Regions from separate parts of the Sus scrofa genome. Here region 2 is linked to region 1. The links are chromatin contacts, called in public HiChIP or PLAC-seq maps. All regions are on one chromosome and are shown on one strand. The core of a region is the stretch at or near the end of the contact, and the rest is flanking DNA. Distances in the headings are between cores, read along the strand shown. Region 1 has its middle 89 kb from the start of CLIC4. Region 2 has its middle 55 kb from the start of RUNX3.

Region 1 (5,516 bases), core at 1,268-3,767:
ACAAAGAAAATCCTAATGACAGGGAGGGACATCATCTTTGAAGGAGCGATGACTGCTTTTCAGCAGAAACTTTGAAAGCCAGAGTCTTTAAAGTACTGAGAAAGATTTGCCAACTTAGAATTGTCTACTTAGTGAAAACATCCTCAACAATGAAGGCAAAATAAAGGCATGTTCAGGCAGATGCAAGCTGAGAATTTGGCACCAGCAGACGTGGGTATGAGAAAACACTTAAGGAAGTGCTTTAGCCCGAAGGACTTCAGCAGATGGTAGTATGAAACCGGAAGGAAGAATGAAGGATAATGGAAAGGGTAAATAATAGGCAAAGATAAAAGAACATTGACCGTTTAAACAATATCTTGAAGACATATAATGTGGAATACATAACAGTATATATAAATGCATACACATACACGCATAGTATATAATGTATACTATATATACCATATTATATATACCGTATGCTATACACACTATATAGTATCCAGTATATACTGTATATACTGTATAGGTGGAAAGGTGGAAGGAAGGGAAGCAGAGTTCTGTACTTGTATGATCCTTATATTATTTGGCAAATGGTAAAAGTACTAGTTTCAGAAAATGATAGTAGATCTTAGATAAATATTGTAATCTGTAGGGTCACTGCTAAGCTAATTATGAGAATAACTTAAAAAATCTAAGATTCAAGGGTAAAATGGAATTTAAAAAAAATCAAATCCAAAAGAAAGGATAAGAGGACTAAAGGAACAAGGGACAGGACCAGTTGGAAAAATAGCAAAAGGTTAGCTGTAGGAGTTCCCATCGTGGCTCAGTGGTTAATGAACCCAGCTAGGATCCATGAGGATACAGGTTCAATCGCTGGCCTCACTCAGTGGGTTAAGGATTCGGCGTTGCCGTGAACTGTGGTGTAGGTCGCAGACATGGCTCAGATCTGGCATTGCTGTGGCTGTGGTGTAGGCTAGGGGCTATGGCTCTGATTCGACCCCTAGCCTGGGAACCTCCATGTGCCATGGGTGTGGCCCTAGAAAAGACAAAAAAAAAGTTAGCTATAAACCCTACACCATATTACATGAAATGTAAGTGGGCTAAACCAATTACAAGGAAGTGTTAAACTGTATTTAAAACAATTACAAGACAAACATATTTATAAGAAACAAACTTTATGAGGATAAAAAGTTGAAATTAAGGGATGAAACAGTCAAATAATTGACCACAAACAAAAGAAAGTAGGTATAACCATTTATCATACAAAGCAGGCTTCGAGGCAAGAGGTATTACTACAGACAAAGAAGGCATCTTATAGGACATTTATAATGTCCTTTTATGATGATGGAAAGTTTATTCACTAGGAAGACATAATAGTCTTAAATTTACATGAACCTAATAACAGTCTTGGATACATACAGCAAATGTTAACGAAGCTAAAAGGAGAAGAAAGTATGCCATCATAATTGGAGTTTTTAACATAGCTCTCCACTAACTGATACACGAGCAGGGACTGTCCCCTCCCCACAAACTCAGTAAGGAATAGCAGATTTCAATAACACAATTAACCACTTCGACCTAATACTGGAACACTATATCCAACAACTGCCCAACGCACATTCTTTTCAAGCATGTGGAGCTTTTAGCAAAGTAATCCAACATGTTTAACCATAAAGCAAGGCCTCCACAAAGTTCAAAGAAATGAAATTGTACTGAGTATGTTCTCTGCAGTGGAACTGAAATAGAGATTAATAATTTCTATTATTGATATAGATTGATAATATTCTATTATTGCTGAAAGACAGCAAGAAAACTCTCCAGAATAAGGAAACAGTTGTAGCAAGTGCAGCAAGCCTATACCCTACACTGAAATTTAAAATTTTAATTTAACAAACATATGTGCAGTGAGCCAGAATTATTCTAAGTACTTTGCATATGTTAACTGGGTCTTCCTAACAATCCTGTGAGATAGAGACTGCTTCCCACTTTATGGATGAGGAAACTGAGGCACAGGGATGTTAAGAAACTTGCTCAAGGCCACACAGCTAGTAAGTGACAGCCAGAATTAAGAGCCCAGAGGAGCCCGTAGCAATAAGTGGATCGTGCCCTGCAATCTTTAGAAGTGCTTCTGTCCTTTTTTCTCATTAGGATGGACTTGGCTCCTTGACCCAGGACAGCAAAGATAAATGGGTTGGTTGCCAGGTAAGCAGAGCCTAGCTAGAGTCAATCTATTCTTGTATTTCTTCCCTGGGGCAGGCCTCTTGCAAGGAACCGAAGGTAGAGGATCCAGGCCCAGACAAGGCCCGCATCTCCCAGGAGACTTACCTCCCCAGGGGCTCTACCACCTGCTGAGGAGGCAGTGGCCGCGCCAGAGTCCCTGAAGCCTTGGCCGACTTTCCTTGCCTCGCGTGGTCTTCCTAAAATGACCAGCAGGAGGCGCAGGCTCCTTTCCATTCGGCCCCGCGGCTGCAAGCAGGGACGTGACAGCTGCAGGACCTCGTCGGTTTGCGGAGCCGGCAGCTCGGTTCAGCCGCGTGGAGGGCTTCCTTCCTCTTTATCAGATCTGTCACGCCTGCCGCGCTGTGAAGGCACCTCCGGCCCCTTCCCTCCTTCCTGTGTCGAACGGACGCTCCCCGCGCCGCCGCTCACCTACAGCGCGGCGCCTGCCGCCCCGCCGGAGGCCCGGCCGGCCCTGTCGCACCCTTTGCGGGGGGCAGGGCCGTGCTTTGAGGTCGGGTCGCCGGGGGCTTTGGCTGCCCCCGGCCGGGAGCCCCGCGCCTGGTTCTTGCAGCCCTTTCGCACTTCTGCACGCGCTGGGTTCTCACTGGCCCGCGGGGCGGCTGGAGGAAGCGCCTCGGAAGCCAAACTGACAGGTCTGGTGGCGGTTGGGACGAGGAGGGAGGGGTGCCGCCGCGGTTAGCGCCCGGGCTCCTCCCCGCTTCGCCCCTGCGCCGCCGGCAGCGCGTGCCAACTACCGCGCCAGGGGTTCAGAGCCGCGGGTCGCAGCTCCCGCAGGTGCCGCACGCGGAGCCCAGCTGATTGCCGCTGGGAGAGCTGATGCAGCCCGCACACGAGACCCTCCCGCATGCCCCTCGGAGGGGGGCTCCGCGCCCAGAGCTGAATGTGACTGTCTCTAGGAGGAGGGTCCTGGTCTGCAGACTGCCCTGGAGGGAGCAGTGGCCTCAAGAGAGGCGAGCTGCCCTCAGAGCGGCCTTTGGGAGGATAAAAAAGAAATCCAGTGACACCTTTCTGATCCTATTTCTTATTTTATATATTTCAGTTTCTTCTAGTGTTCTCTCTTTCTCTCGTTTCCTCAGTCAAAGAAGAACAAAGGATCTTTGGTGTTCCCTGGTGGCCTAGTGGTTAAGCCGGCATTGTCATTTGCTGTGGCTCTGGTCACTACTGTGGCCTGGGCTGGGTTCCTGGTCTGAGAACTTCCACATGCTCCAGGTGTGGGGCCAAAAAAAAAATGCATAAATGATGTTCATTAAACACGATGTGCCAGTTACAGTACTGAGTTTATATACCTATAGGTATAAATATGTTTTTAAAATATGTAACCGTTTCAAGTCTTTCATCTTGTCAACACTCCATTGGAGTTAGAGATGGTTATTAACCCTCTTTTAAAGGTAAGGAGCTTCAAGCATAGAGAGATTCAAGCTCACACAGCTAGGAATGGATCAAGGCCATCTGGCTCCAGAGCTTAACCATCAGAGCGCTGGGTACCATGCTGTCACCTTTCCTTTGTTGGGAGGGGCTCAAACTGGGGACTCAGGAAGGCTGATTTCATGGCCCAGCTGTGAAGCAGCAGCCCGGAGCTCCCCAAGTGCACTTTTCTCGTGGGGTGGTCAGAAGTTCCTGGGCTGTACCGTGTTTCGCTCCAGCCTGCCAAGCGCCAGGCATGTCGGGACAATGCCAGTGAGCTAAAGGCTCTAATACCATGCACCAAGCATACCTGTGCTCCATTTTTGTTTGTAAGGGAGGGTCCTGTTTGGTGAGAGGGGACTCTGGGGGCCGGGGGAGCACAAGGGTCTTTTCCGCCACCTGGGCTCTGAGATGTAACTCTCTGTTGTCTGCAGAGGTCACTGTAGGCCAGTGAAATCTGACTGTGGCTGACCAGGAGGTTTCCCCACCGAGGAAGTGGCAGGAGAAGAAAAGCTCAGTGATAGCTCCCTTCCCCTTCCTTCATCAGAAACAGTGTCATTTCAACGATGTCCTCTCATTTTCTGGAATAGTTTCCCCAAATCTCTACAGGTGCTCTAGGAATCCCATGGCCCTTGCCAGAAACTTAAGGTTACCTGATTTTATTATTATTTGTCTTTTAGGGCCACACCCACGGCACATGGAGGTTCCCAGGCTAGGGGTTGAATCAGAACAGCAGCTGCCAACCTACACCACAGCCACAGCAATATAGGGTCTGAGCCTCATCTGTAGCCTACACCACAGCTCATGGCAATGCCGGATCCTTAACCCATGGAGCAAGGCCAGCTATCGAACCTGGTTCCTGATGGATACCAGTCAGATTCGTTTCCGCTGAGGCACAGCGGAACTCCCGAATTTAATTGTTTTAAAAATTGATGTTAAAGACAAAAATGTAAATGAACTGGAGCCCAACTGGTGCACGATACTGGTTTGACTATCAATAGAGGATTTTTTTTTTTCTTAAAGAAAAATTCTGCCATGTTCTAAAGATACCTTTCACCGTGGTGGTCCAAAAAAACTTTCATTATCAGAGGCTTTTTAGAAGGCCCAGTGACAGCGAGCTAGAAGTACTCCAGCACCTTTGGCTCACCAGTGAATGAACTAAGGGTGAGAGACTTGCCCAAGGTCCTGTAGGTGGTTAATTGCAGCATGGGGACCCCAGGACAGTGCTCTCAGGACGAGACAGCGGATTTGGCTGTCACGATGGCTACCATGTAGGGGCACAGTTGTTACCCCTTCTTGATCCCCTTGTCCTTGGCTTGCAGGGGGTCCTTGACGTAATAAGGCATGGGTTTAACAAATAGTCCTTGGCATCCAGAATCTTGATCTCATGTTAAAACACACTTAACTGTATGAGATGCTCCATTCATTAAAAAATAACACTCTGGAGCTCCTTCTGGGCACAAGGCACTGGCTGGATGTGAATAAATGGAGACGCGTGATTTTTGCCTTCTGGGAGCTTCCAGGATCACAAGGGAGAAGGACATAAACACGAATCACCAGGCAATAAAAGCAGAAAGTGAGAAACCATTCACAAGAGACTTCAAAGCACTATTCATTCACTTACTCACGGATGATGTTTATTAAGCCTACCTTGTGCCGATTCATAAAGGGCACAATTGCTTTTCACTTGGAAACTGACAGAGTATCAAGGAGAACAACTTTTTTTTTTTTTTTTTTTTTACAGGTTTTTAACTCTTTTTTGCTTTTTAGGGCCGCATGTGTGGCATATGGAGGTTCCCAGCCTAGGTCAAATTAGAGCTGTAGCTGCTGGCCTACACCACAAGCACAACAACGCCAGATGTGAGCCACATCTTCCACCTACACCACAG
Region 2 (5,516 bases), core at 2,011-4,510, 160 kb after region 1:
TAAATCAAAGCCACATGGTTCCCCCGACACCCACCCCTTTGCCAAATGGGAGCGTGTTCTGGGGAAACAATAACGACCCTGTTGAAGGGGATTCTGATCTCTCCGTGGGGACCACCAGGCAATGGGAAGACTTGGGGGGCTGCGAGTTGGCCTGACTGGGGTGGGCTCGGACGTTTCTAGGCCCAAACATGGCTCAGACCAAGAGCCGGGGATGGGCCAGAGGTCCGCCATTGAGAGGGCAAGCATCCTTTCCTGAGTCTGGGGTCTCCTTCTCCCAACTGTGGGCCTATGGGATGATGCCCGGGCCTCTGAGGCCCATTTTGGAGGCGGGGAGGTTCATGAGGTCAGCCCAGCAAGGCTTGGTCATTTGAGGGACTTGAAGCATGACAGCAGTGTGGCCTGGTGGGTAAGATATCTGGAGGTGGTGTCTGGTCCGTGTCTGACCCTTCGTCACTTGCTGTGTGACCCTGGACAAGTTCCTTAACTCCTCTGAGCTTTGGTTTCCTCATGGGTAAAATGGGGCTCGGGCCAGACCCCTCTCTTGGTAAAGTGCCAAGTACCTGCTGCACGATGCAGCTCGCAGAAGCAGCTCAGGACTGTGCAGAAGTGAAAGGGAGCCTCAGAGAGGAAGGAGGGAGGGGCGAAGGCATCTCAGGGGAGGAGGCAGAGAGCAGGAGGGGCAGGGCCAGGGAGGCAGGGAAATCTAGGCACCTGGCTCTGACGGTGTGGAGGCCCTGGAGTGGAGGGGTCATAGGACACTGGAGGGGCAGGCTGCTCTCTTGTGAGTGCAGGGGGGTAGGGAGGGGCCTGGGGGGAGGATGCTGGGAGAAGCGAGGAGGCCCAGCCTATCCCCAGAGGCCACTCTCCAGGGGCTTCCCCAGGTCTGGCCTCCGTTTTGCATAGTCTGGCTCTCCCAGGTGGGCCCATCACTTGGAGTCCCTGGGGAAGGGCGAGGTCAGAGAACAAGGGGCACCCTCCCACCCCTCCCCTACACACCAAGCCTTAACCACATAAGGCCTGGACACCTGCGGGTCGAGCAGGCCCATGCGTCCAGGCACACAGACTAAGACGCACATGCAAATACACACACGCTAGACCCATATGCAAAACGCAGACGCGGACAGGCCCCGGGCCCAGACACACATTTCCACGCCGGCTCACGCCACGTACAGGAGTGTGCAGGCATGCACACACACACATGCGTTCACATGCGTGTGCAGACACACTTGTGCTGAACAAGAGCTGAGGAGGCCCTCAGCAGCACAGGCTCCCTGGACACAAAGACACAGTCCCCACTCCTGGACCTCATAGGTTAGGGAGAAAAAAAACCAAGCGTGCTGGTGGTAGGAATGGCTGTTCTTCACACAGTCACATGACTCTGTTCATTGAATCTTCACAGGGACCTCCTGGAGTTGGGGTATCTGCCTGACAAATGAGGAAACGGGGGGGGGGGGGGGAGCTGGAGGGCGGGACCTGTCTGAGGTCCCAGAGCTGGCGAGCAGCAGCCTCACGAGGAAGGTAGGGGCAGGGCCTCTGCTTCCTTGCAGTGACCTCCACACAGACCTGCTCAGAGAGGCTCTGAGGACACACCCCGCCTGGAGGGCCCTCTGGGCTGGCAGAGGGGCCTGGCAGCTGCTGGCAGCCCCACTGAGGCGCTGCACCTGCCACTCTCTTCCCCCTCCGGTAGCACCTGCTACAAGAAACTCTTCTGCCCATTTTGCAGAAGAGGACACAGAGTCTCTGAGAGGACAGGGGGCCTTAGGAGGTGGCCAAGCTGGGCACTGTGGGCAGGACAAGGCCCTCTTGGCCACAGGACCAGAGACAGATGGGAGCACTTCCTGTTCACCCTAGGGCTCAGGCGCCCCAGACCACCCGGTAGGTCAAGGAGTCCCCCCGACCCTGGCTGGACATAGTGCTGGGTGCACGGGTGGAAGAGTGCAGACCTCGGCCTGCTCCAGGGTGCTGGCCTGCCCCTAACCATCAGGCAGCCCAGCTCGTGAGCTTCTTGTCATTTCCCATATCACCTAGAGAGATGCCATGAAGCACAACCAGGCCTGAGAAAACCAAGCCCCTTGAGTACCTGGGCAAGAACGCACAGACCCTTGGGGCTCAGGCCCCAGCCCCCACCTTTCCCTGCGGCAGGGGCCTGTGGGCGCCACTGTCATTCAGTGAGACAGCATGTCTGGGGCCCCTTTGAACTGGGCCCTGAGTGCAGGCAAAGGTTGGTGTGGAGAGGACGGCTGCACCAGGAGCCTCCCATGAGAAGCCCTTGGAAATCACCCTCTCAAGGGGGCAGCTCCTGCCCAGGAGCCACTCACTGCCTGTCCTGAAGCCCTTCAGTCATCTGAGCAACTGGAGGAATCTTATAAAATGCAGATTCCTGGGCCCGCTCCCAATCTGCCGAAACTCAGTCTCGGGGCTGGAGTCCTAGCATTGCTATTTTGCAAAGCTTGGGGCTCTGATAGAGAAGCCAGGGCTGAGAACCCTGGCCTTGGGCCCTGGTGACTGACAGCTAGTTGTTTCAGACTGTAACCAATGCCGTCTTATTTCCTCCTGGGTCCCTCCAAAGGATGCTCGATAAATGTGTGGTGGTGATACCTGTGGGCTGGCCAGAGTTTGGGCCCGCAAAGGGTGCAGCTGGAGCTCCACTGTCCTGTGTGACCTTGGGCAAGACACTGCCCTCTCTGGGCCTTAGTTCCAATGTTCTCCAAGGGCTGGTACTTTGTGAGCCACTGCTGGACCCCAAGGGCTGCCTGAACCCCAGGGGCAGGAGATGTTACTCCCGGACTGGGAGGGAGCCAGACTCATCTCCTAGGCATCTCTGGATTTCCCCCGCTTACCCTCCGAAAAACGGGTCCAAGCCTTGGGGACACCCAGAGCTGCTCTGATCTCAGGGTTCTTGTGCACCTCAGGGGAGAAAACTTTGCCAGCCCCCCCAAACTCCAGCCTGGCCTCGGGTTGAGCTGGGGGGAAGTGAGGACCCCAGCCCCTCCCCCCATCGCGAGGACGCGCGAGGTGGTGGGCGAGGAACAGGTGCAGAGGCTTCCACTTCTTAGAATCCCTGCGAGGCCCGGGTGGGTGAGCTCATTTACGGGAAGGGGGGATGGGGGGCTCGCTCTTCTCACCCGGCCCTGCTGGGGGGGCGGCAAGTGCGTCAGCAGCCCCGGCTCCCGGCCTGCCTCCGGAAACGCCGCCCAGGGCTCAGTCACGAACCCGGGCAGGCAGGGGGGGGGCAGGCAGCCAGAGCGCCGAGGGGGAGTCAGGTGACCTGCGAGGAAGCTTGGCTGGGGGCCGGGAGGCTGCACCGGGGTGCAGGGTGAGGTCAACTTCCCCCTTCCCCGGGGCTTGTACCCCCCCCCTCCCCGGGCCCACAGGCTGGCGGGATGTCTCTCCAGCTGTCTGTCCACTGTCCCCTCATCCCACCAAGGGCTCCGGACCTTGGCTTGTTCCCCTGGTGCCCGTGAAGTCTGAGTTCCCGGCAAGGACCAGCCTCCAGGGGGCTTCAGGTCAAGGTCGTGCAGGGGCTGGGGAGGAGACCCCAGCCAGGGATTGCGGGAGAGAACCCTGCCCCCGACCCCCACTCCATCCCGCCCCCACTTCTCTGCAGCTATTTAAAGCAAGTGGTGGCCGTGGGAAACTTCTTCAGATGTGTGGTTTCAGCTTCTTCAGCACAGGCACTGGGTCTGCTCTCTCGGTCTGGTGACTCATCCAGAGTGAGAAAAGCCTTTTTGTTGTTTGGCGCTCGCTGGAGGCTCTGTGGTCTGAGAGCCTGGCCCGATGGGACCTTCCCTTGCTGGGACTCCAGGAAGGCCTTGGAAGTGCCGGAGTACCCCTTTGTCCCGTCACCAGACCCAGGAAGCCCCTAGGGCTGCAACGTTCTGGAGGGGGTTGGGGCGGCCAGGCTGCCCATCTTCAAAACCCGTCCCAGCCACCACCTCCTCCAAGAAGCCACGGGTGAGTCCTCCAAAACCTCAGTCAATCTCCACCTTAGTGACTCGGTCCTCTGCCCTCAGTGTTCTCATCTCTGAAATGGGCCAGCAAGTCCAAGCTGGCAGATCTGTGTGAAGATTATCTGCAGAATGTGTAGCGGGGTGTCTGACACACAGCAGGTGCTCCACAGATGGGGTTTATGATTAATGAGTTGCTAATATTTACTGAGTGTTTATTTTAGGCTAAGCATTTTACATGAATGATCCCATTTAATTTTGCCGACACCTCCAGGAAGTGCTGACTAGTATTACCCCCACTTTACAGATGAGGAAACTAAGGCAGAGGGAGTCAAATTACTTCCTCATTATCTCATGTCCCAGGAGCCTGGCAAATGGTGGCAGATAACGACTTGGACTCCAGGAGCTTTAAAGAGCTTTAGAGCCTTTGTACATGGTATTTCCTCTGCCTGAGCATCAGCTTCTCCCCCGATTGCCTGACCATATCCTCCTCGAGCCTGAGACCTCAGCCTGAAGGTCACTTCCTCCTGGAACCTTCCAGGACTGGCTGTGGTATGGGCCCTCACAGCCCACAGCCCCTCTCTGCATGCTCCTTATAATCGCACTTAAATCATGATTTGCGCAGTTTTCTGCCTGGGTCCCCACCCAGACTGTGAGCATCCCCAGATGAGGGATGGATCTGGCCCCTCCTTGCTGCATCCCCAGGGGGCGTGCAGTACCTGGCACACAGTAGGTTCCCAAGGCTGTGGACTGAATTCATACCACCAAGGCAGCCGGAGACTGGGAGAAGCGTGGAGCAGTAGTTACCTGGGACAGGTTTCCGGGAACTTCTCTTCTCCCCTTCGGTAACCTCTGGGAAAGGCAGGCCCTGGGACCTGCTGCTCAGTTGGGAGTGACAGAAGGGTCCCAGAGAGGCCATGGAGAGGACCACTTTCCCAGGACGGCAGGTTTGCCACCCTTTCACGGATGCGGGACCCCCTAGCTATTTGCTTATGGTCCTGGAATATCATGGGAGGGAGCTGGTGGGGGAGTGTGTCCTGTGTCCCCACTCCCTGTCCCTCTGGCAGTGGCTGAGGTCCCGTGAGGTAGGAGCACGCCACTCTGTCCTTGGGGGTCCAGAGGTCGCCAGGGCCAAGGTGGGTGAGGCTCATCACAGGTGGCGTGGGGGTCAGAGAGAGGTTCCAAGGAAGACGTGAGCGCACAGTCTCGAGTCTCCAGGGAGTGGGTGGGGGGCTGGGCCCCCCTGGGTGATGGAGGCTGGACGGGCCCTGGCTGAAGGGGGCTGCCATGAGAACTGCCAGGAACTCAGGACATTGTGGCCTCAGATCTGGATCCAGCAGCCATGCCAGCAGAGGTGAGGGGCCGCTTATGGACCGTGGGAGTAGCTGGGCCAGCACAGGGGCCCTCCTTCTGCTCATGGAAGGAGCCATCGCCACCACAGCCACACCAGTGACCAGAAAGGAGCAGGGGAAGAAAGAACAGATGACCATGGACGAGGCCAAGCCAGCCACCCACAAAGTAGGAATCGTTGAGCAGACAGGAGGGGCCGCACCAGCAAGAACGATGCAA

What was found. HiChIP or PLAC-seq counts read pairs in DNA pulled down with a chosen protein or histone mark.
Region 2: an H3K27ac HiChIP or PLAC-seq map of alveolar macrophages shows a contact between it and region 1. The contact joins two enhancer-like sites. A contact is called at or near these places in 1 of 47 Hi-C or Micro-C datasets (embryonic fibroblasts) and 1 of 2 datasets of contacts at active chromatin or transcription factors (alveolar macrophages).

What each region holds. Positions count from the first base shown.
Region 1 is chr6:82,487,299-82,492,814 of Sscrofa11.1, forward strand. No RefSeq gene overlaps it. Among named protein-coding and RNA genes, the nearest start is that of CLIC4, 89 kb to the left of the region's middle. Within about 2 kb of position 2,518, at least 29 of the 83 cell types and tissues checked have an H3K27ac peak or open chromatin away from gene starts, as enhancers often do. A contact at or near this core is called in alveolar macrophages, where this site is marked.
Region 2 is chr6:82,646,956-82,652,471 of Sscrofa11.1, forward strand. No RefSeq gene overlaps it. Among named protein-coding and RNA genes, the nearest start is that of RUNX3, 55 kb to the left of the region's middle. Within about 2 kb of position 3,261, at least 30 of the 83 cell types and tissues checked have an H3K27ac peak or open chromatin away from gene starts, as enhancers often do. A contact at or near this core is called in alveolar macrophages, where this site is marked.